2 separate regions of the Drosophila melanogaster genome follow, and region 1 is linked to region 2. A link is a contact called in public HiChIP or PLAC-seq data. All regions are on one chromosome and are shown on one strand. The core of a region is the stretch at or near the end of the contact, and the rest is flanking DNA. Distances in the headings are between cores, read along the strand shown.

The links. HiChIP or PLAC-seq counts read pairs in DNA pulled down with a chosen protein or histone mark.
Region 1: a POLR2A S2P HiChIP or PLAC-seq map of the Kc167 cell line shows a contact between it and region 2, with 5 times the contacts expected there. The contact joins the promoter of CycK here to the promoter of Cul2 in region 2. A contact is called at or near these places in 23 of 107 Hi-C or Micro-C datasets (the D17-c3 cell line, the Kc167 cell line, the OSC cell line and 10 more) and 1 of 6 datasets of contacts at active chromatin or transcription factors (the Kc167 cell line).

Annotation. Positions count from the first base shown.
Region 1 is chr2L:22,128,827-22,132,099 of dm6, forward strand. CycK (Cyclin K) reads right to left here and starts at 1,316. Exons shown (of 1, transcript NM_001299202.1): 1 at 1-1,316. The coding sequence starts at 897. lncRNA:CR43241 (long non-coding RNA:CR43241) reads left to right here and starts at 2,395. Exons shown (of 3, transcript NR_048038.1): 1 at 2,395-2,621; 2 at 2,677-2,873. It also overlaps the pseudogene CR43240 and a transcript of CG42748 not described here.
Region 2 is chr2L:21,657,459-21,660,553 of dm6, forward strand. It overlaps Cul2 (Cullin 2), which reads left to right and starts at 1,277. Exons shown (of 9, transcript NM_165390.2): 1 at 1,277-1,503; 2 at 1,637-1,814; 3 at 2,382-2,606; 4 at 2,665-3,095. The coding sequence starts at 1,696. It overlaps lncRNA:CR43144 (long non-coding RNA:CR43144), which reads left to right and starts at 167. Exons shown (of 2, transcript NR_124416.1): 1 at 167-209; 2 at 375-791.

The sequences.
Region 1 (3,273 bases), core at 66-2,565, 470 kb after region 2:
AATGTTGCTAACTTCCAGCACGCCACCGTTGCCACATACGGGGGGCGGCGGCTGTTGTGGAACGGAAAGTGGTCCAATACCCGTAGAATTGGTAAGCTTGCCGGATTTTGGACTGTCGGCTCTGCTTGGTGGCTTTTGGGGCGGACTGGTTGGCTGGAGCGCTTCTTTTTGGGTTGATTGGTACAGGTCCAGAACTTGGTGGCAGATGTCTTCGAGTATTTCCATCGTTACATCAGACACAAACATATCCCACCAACGCTGCTGCTGTGGCTGGCGGCCCTCCCAGTCTTGCACAGTGAATTTGCTTAGCTTGCTGGCCAAATGGATAAGAGCCACGGCGATAATCTCCGGCTCCCACTGTAGACAAACTACTGTGCTGAGAGAGTCGTTGACGAAGTTCCACGCCATTTGCACCATCTTTTGCAGCTTCTGCTGGTCGCCTTTGAAACACTTAGCGTACTTTAGGAGAAAGGTGTAAGGATGCTCTACTTGCAAATCGAATTTGATGGTCTGCAGCAGAATACGCTCTAGCGTCATCACCTCCTCCTTAGGGTCGTCGCCAAACGAGTAGAAGTAATTGTCGGTAAGGATGCCACGCGCAGTTTTAATAATGTCGCGACACTTCTTTGGCGTCTCCTCCACCTTGCCAGCAAAGAACAGGCAGCAGCACGCAGTCACGTACCGGGGGAAACTCCGGAACGAATGAAACATGTAAAATCGGTGAAAATATACAACGCCGGTGGCCATCGTGTTGTGGCCCAAGCCCATTTTGGTGCCACATTCCATAATAAATCGAGCACCTTCTTTTCTGTACCGCCGCTCCGTTTCGAAGCTTATTCCATCCAAGATCGAGGGCGTCTCCCGCAGCTCCTTTTTGTCGTAATACCAGCACGGCATCGCGGCAATTTAGGCTGCGGGTACTACCAGTAGTCCGCGTCGTTGGAAGGAATTTGTGTTAAACCTTTAGCCAAATGGTTGTCAGCATATGCGCGTCCTGGAGCCGATAAGCGCTTTTGTTTATTGTAAATAAATCAGTTTTCGATTTTTATGTTCACTTGCAGTGTTACCATGTCTACGACGATGAAGAAAAAAACTTTATTGGAAGCCCCTTTTACACCAAGACCACGACGATTTTGAGTATATGGAACAACTTTATTGGTAAATAGATAACGCAAAAATTTTCGATCTCTTGCGGGTCAAACTGAATATTTTTTGTGCGTTTGCTAGTTTTGGTGACTTAATTTTGGGATATAATTAAACAGATATATTTACACGTGGTTTTGGCCGTCCTTTGACTGTTACGAGGAACAAATGGGATGTTTACACTGGAATCGCATTTCCATGTTTTGGAGATATCAAACCAAGCATAGGGATTAGTGATGGGAATTGCGCAATTTGTTTTGTTGTTAAATGGTATATTGAAATAATTCATTATGTATAATCCTACTGGATAACAAGTATTTCAATTTAAAGCATAGATAGCATTCGTTAAACATTATAAAATGTAATAACAAGATTATGAGCAGTGTAAGCGCTTTCTATTTAATAGTAATTACTTCTAGTAATGTGGTGATGAATTTATTATAACCGTTAGTCGTATTTTCGTATTCCGACCATTTAAGGTATATATATTCTTGATCAGGACCAATATCCTAGTCGATCTGACTATAATTTAATTAGTCTTTTTAATTTCTATCGATTTGTCAATAAAATTTTTGCCACGCGCACTCTAACGCCCTAATGCCACACTTTGGAACAATTTTGAAATTTTTTATCATTTTATATCCCATTATCTATCGATATTCCATAAAATTGATGCAATTTCGCGTTTGTATTCACACTAGCTGGTAACGGTTATTTGATAGCCTTGGAACTCGACTATAGTATTCTTTCTTTTATTATTAATATAAACGCGAGTGATGGCACTATAATTTTATTATGTTTCTATATTTTTTATGTTTCTATAATGTGTGTTAAATTCTTAAAAATCGATATATATCACTCAAATTACATAATAATGGAAAACCGAAACGTGAGCTTGATAGAGCGAAACAACCAAATCAGTCGAGATGCTTCTTTTTAACGTAGAAAATGTTATGTATATTTTTCTTTGAATCATGCACTTAGGCTAGTGAACATATTTTCAAACCTTACCGCTCAAGTGATCATTGACTTAAATAAAATTTTACAAAACTCAAAGAACATCCAGCAGCACGCAGACACGTATCAGGGGAAACTCAAGAATGAATGAAACACGTAAAATCGGTGAAAATATACAACGCCGGTGGGGATCGTATTGTTTTAATAATATTATATTTTTTAATGAAGTACAGATAATATGGAATTGACTTTGATTGAATTTAAAAATGTATATTAAAATTTATCAGTGATAACAAACATTTTATATTTCTTTCACCAAGTGATTCAGTATATGTATACAATTCTAGTATTTTAACTTCTATTTAACGAGCACTTAGGGAATGTGAATTTCCGTCATTCGACTGCGCCAATTGCATGCTAAGTATTTGGTTGCGGTTAACAACCAAGGCCGGAGTACCCCCAACGTTGAAAACTATCTACGTCTCACAAGACAAGCAATTACGATCTCGAACTTCAAAAAGGTAAACAAACCCAAATGTTGTGCAAATTCTAACGTTTGATCACCCCTGATCGCAGATTCCGTCTATGCGGATTGTGTTGTTATCCTGGGAAAGCTACAAATACCGCGTATAAATTTGCTATATTCGTAATTGGGTTCGAAGCTAAGCGATGCCCAGCCTACCAGTTCGGCGTACACGGAAGGATTCCCAATTGGAGAACGATGACGATCTTGGTCGTATTGCCCAAATTTATCCCACCTATGCTACACTCAGGTAGATATTTTTGGATCAGCCGCAAATTTCCTGGCTTGGCTATGTCAAATGACTTAATCGACATTTGATTTCACGGTTTTATTTATACGGACATACATACATGTATTTCATATTTTAAAATATACATATTTGCCTTATTTAAAAAATAATAATTAATGCTTACTGACTAGTACCTTCCGATTTTGTTTAAAATAAACACGTAATTATTATCTCCTAAAACTAGTGCAGGCTCACAATTACCACCTGCCTTTCAAAAATGACTTAAAGATAAAGAAATGTGAAAAATTCATTTACTCACTAATTTGAAACTTAAACTAATAATATACACACATTTGTAATATTTTAAGCATAAGAAAAGTTAGTATGCATTCAATTTTATTGTTTGTGCATTAATATGTAG
Region 2 (3,095 bases), core at 27-2,526:
CAAATAATGAAATTACAACATTTTTAAGATACCGTGCAATTTGAAGTTTATTTAATTTTTTGGAATTCACCTCCAAATAACGATTAAGAAATAAATACAAAACGTCTGCCGTGCTGATGGCTCAGGCTTTCCTCAGGCTGGAGTACCCCCCATGCCACAGCTCTAAACACTAAAGTCGATAACCACCGACGTCTCACAACACTGAAAATGTAAGCAATGTTAAAGCGAACACAAAGACAAAAAATTTAAATGTTTTGAAATGCTTAGAACATCACACCTTTTGGTAAATCGGAGTCCGAATTCTTTAAATAATTCTCGGTATATATATTAATTATTTTTTACATCATTTACATCTCAATCCATTTCTCCATCAGTATATGGTATCACACTTGGATCGACGACTGCTACATTGGATAGGTCAAAGTGAAATGTGTGGATGGCCTTTGGAAGCTACAAAGGCTGGAAATAGTGGTAGGCGATGTGCCAATTTTTGGCGCATATGGAAGGTTGCAAGTATTGATCACCGGCGGCTACGGTGGATGTGGCTCCAATTTATTCTTTGGAGTAAATTTCCGGTTTGGTGGATAAAAAAGTTCCAATCGACTGACAACCAACAGACAACTAAAAAAATTTGGCGCTCAACGATCTTAGCCATTGACAAATATGAGACTTTCTGATTTTTTGAGCTATACATTTTGTAAATTTTTGTTTCTTTAAGCTTAATGGTTTTTTCGTTTGTTTATCTTAGCCTTTATATATTTTCTTAGTAATTAAACATGTATTTATTTTGTATCTATCTCTTTGTATTTGTATTTTTTTGTATGTATCTCTGTTTGCCTTTTCGAAAGCCACATCTAGGCACTTAACAGTTTAGACCTTTAAAACTCGGTCTGTACAAAATGGATCATTCTTCTAGATCATACACTTACCTTTAAGGCATAACCCTTAACTCACTTTTGAAATCTTTTGAAAATGTATATTCTTTTGAACAAAAAGGTTGGCACTCGAGAGCAATAGCAATACGTATAAGCAATCGAAAAAAACGAAAATCATAAAAAATCCTAACATTATTACAGTTCACATATGAAATCAATTTAGGTTTGTGCACTTACAGTTTTTTAAGAAAATGGCTTTGGCCAGTTTTTAGGCAGGAAGGTAAAAAATTTGTTCAGTGGATCGGCGTTGACAATAAATTAAGATCAAAACAAAAGCAAACGTTTCGGTAGTGGAGACACGACATTCTTTTTACATCGAATTTTTTGTCGAGTTCAAATATCGATAGATTATATCGATATCGTCTTCGTCTGACAAACCATTTCACGATACCAAAAAAAAAGTGCAAAAATAACTAAATTCTCGGCGTAATTATTTAGTAAATAGCGTAGCTAAGCAGCAGGTGAGTAGGTCGCAAGCGCGCCCCTCCACGATCCATCAAGCGGTAATTGGCCTGCTGTGCAATTGCTCGAGGACAAGGCCATTTGCCTGGTGGCCCCCACGCAAAAAGTAAGCGATTATGCCAAAAAGCAAAGCAGAAGTGGTCTCTGCCAACGCATGAGGGTCGCTCGGTCGCCCATTGTTATATTTGCGAAGGCAGAATCAGTCGGCGTTCTAATTAGCGTGCACCCTGTCCCATCAGAAAACCCTTCCAAATCCATATCCAGACGGACCACGGATTAGGACTAAGACCCATTTGACATGTCGCTCAAGCCCAAAATAGTGGAGTTTGTCGATGTTTGGCCGCGCCTGCGCTGCATCGCCGAGTCGGTGATAACGCTCACCAAAGTGGAGCGCTCGGTGTGGAATACTAGCTTCAGGTACGTCTTGGCAACGGTCGGAGTATTAAACAGCCTGGAGAGAGATATTGTGATAGGTCACTAGAGACTACAAAGTTACCCAACTCAGAAGAAACACAAATAACACTAACTAACTTTTAAATTAATCCAACATAAGTAATGGTTTCAATCACATTATTTTGCATTTGAGTTGGTAAACTATGAATGTACTAGTACCTAGCGGTTCAACTATATATTTTATTCAACAGCAAAATTCACAAATATAGCTGCTAGCGAGGCGAAAATGATTTGGTAAATGTCGTAGAATCTTGATAAATGCAATCATAGTTTTAATAATAAATGCCTGTTTTCTAGCTTGAATTTAAATATTTTGACCGCTTAAAGGTTAAACTAAGTTCAAGTAAATATTAAATAGATCGATGACGTATCTTTTTAAAATTAATAATCAAAACAGTGTAACGCAGGCTGCTTTTATTCTGACCGCAACTGTTCGTATATATGTGTGAAGCGTGAGTTGCCAAAATAAAATTTCTAAAATAACGAGCACTAATACATCTGTCTTTCCAATCACATTCCTTTAACATATAGCGACGTTTACACACTGTGCGTGGCGCAGCCGGAACCGATGGCTGATCGTCTTTATGGCGAAACAAAACACTTTCTTGAGCAGCACGTCCAGGAGATGCTGGCCAAAAAGGTGCTGATCGAGGGAGAATGCTCCCATTCCAATGGTGGCCCAGACCTTCTCCAGCGTTACTACATCACCTGGATGGAATATAGCCAGGGTATCAAGTATCTGCACCAATTGTACATGTAAGAATGCATCGAAGTCTGTAATAACTCAATGATCGTTGGAATTAATTTCCTTTAGCTACCTGAATCAACAACACATCAAGAAACAAAAGATTACCGATACGGAATCGTTCTACGGTAATCTGTCAAGCGATGCTGCGGAGCAGATGGAGATTGGCGAGCTAGGTCTAGACATTTGGCGCCTGTATATGATTGAGTACTTGTCCAGCGAACTGGTCCGTCACATACTCGAGGGCATTGCCGCAGACAGAGCTAGCAATGGCACCTTGGATCACCATCGCGTGCAAATTATCAACGGAGTGATACACAGCTTCGTGGAGGTACAGGACTATAAGAAAACAGGCTCGCTTAAGCTCTACCAGGAACTCTTTGAAGGCCCCATGCTGGAGGCCAGTGGCGCCTACTACACAGACGAGGCTAACAAGTTGCTCCATCGGTGCTCAGTGTCGGAGTACATGCAGGAGGTTATCCGGATACTGGAATATGAAA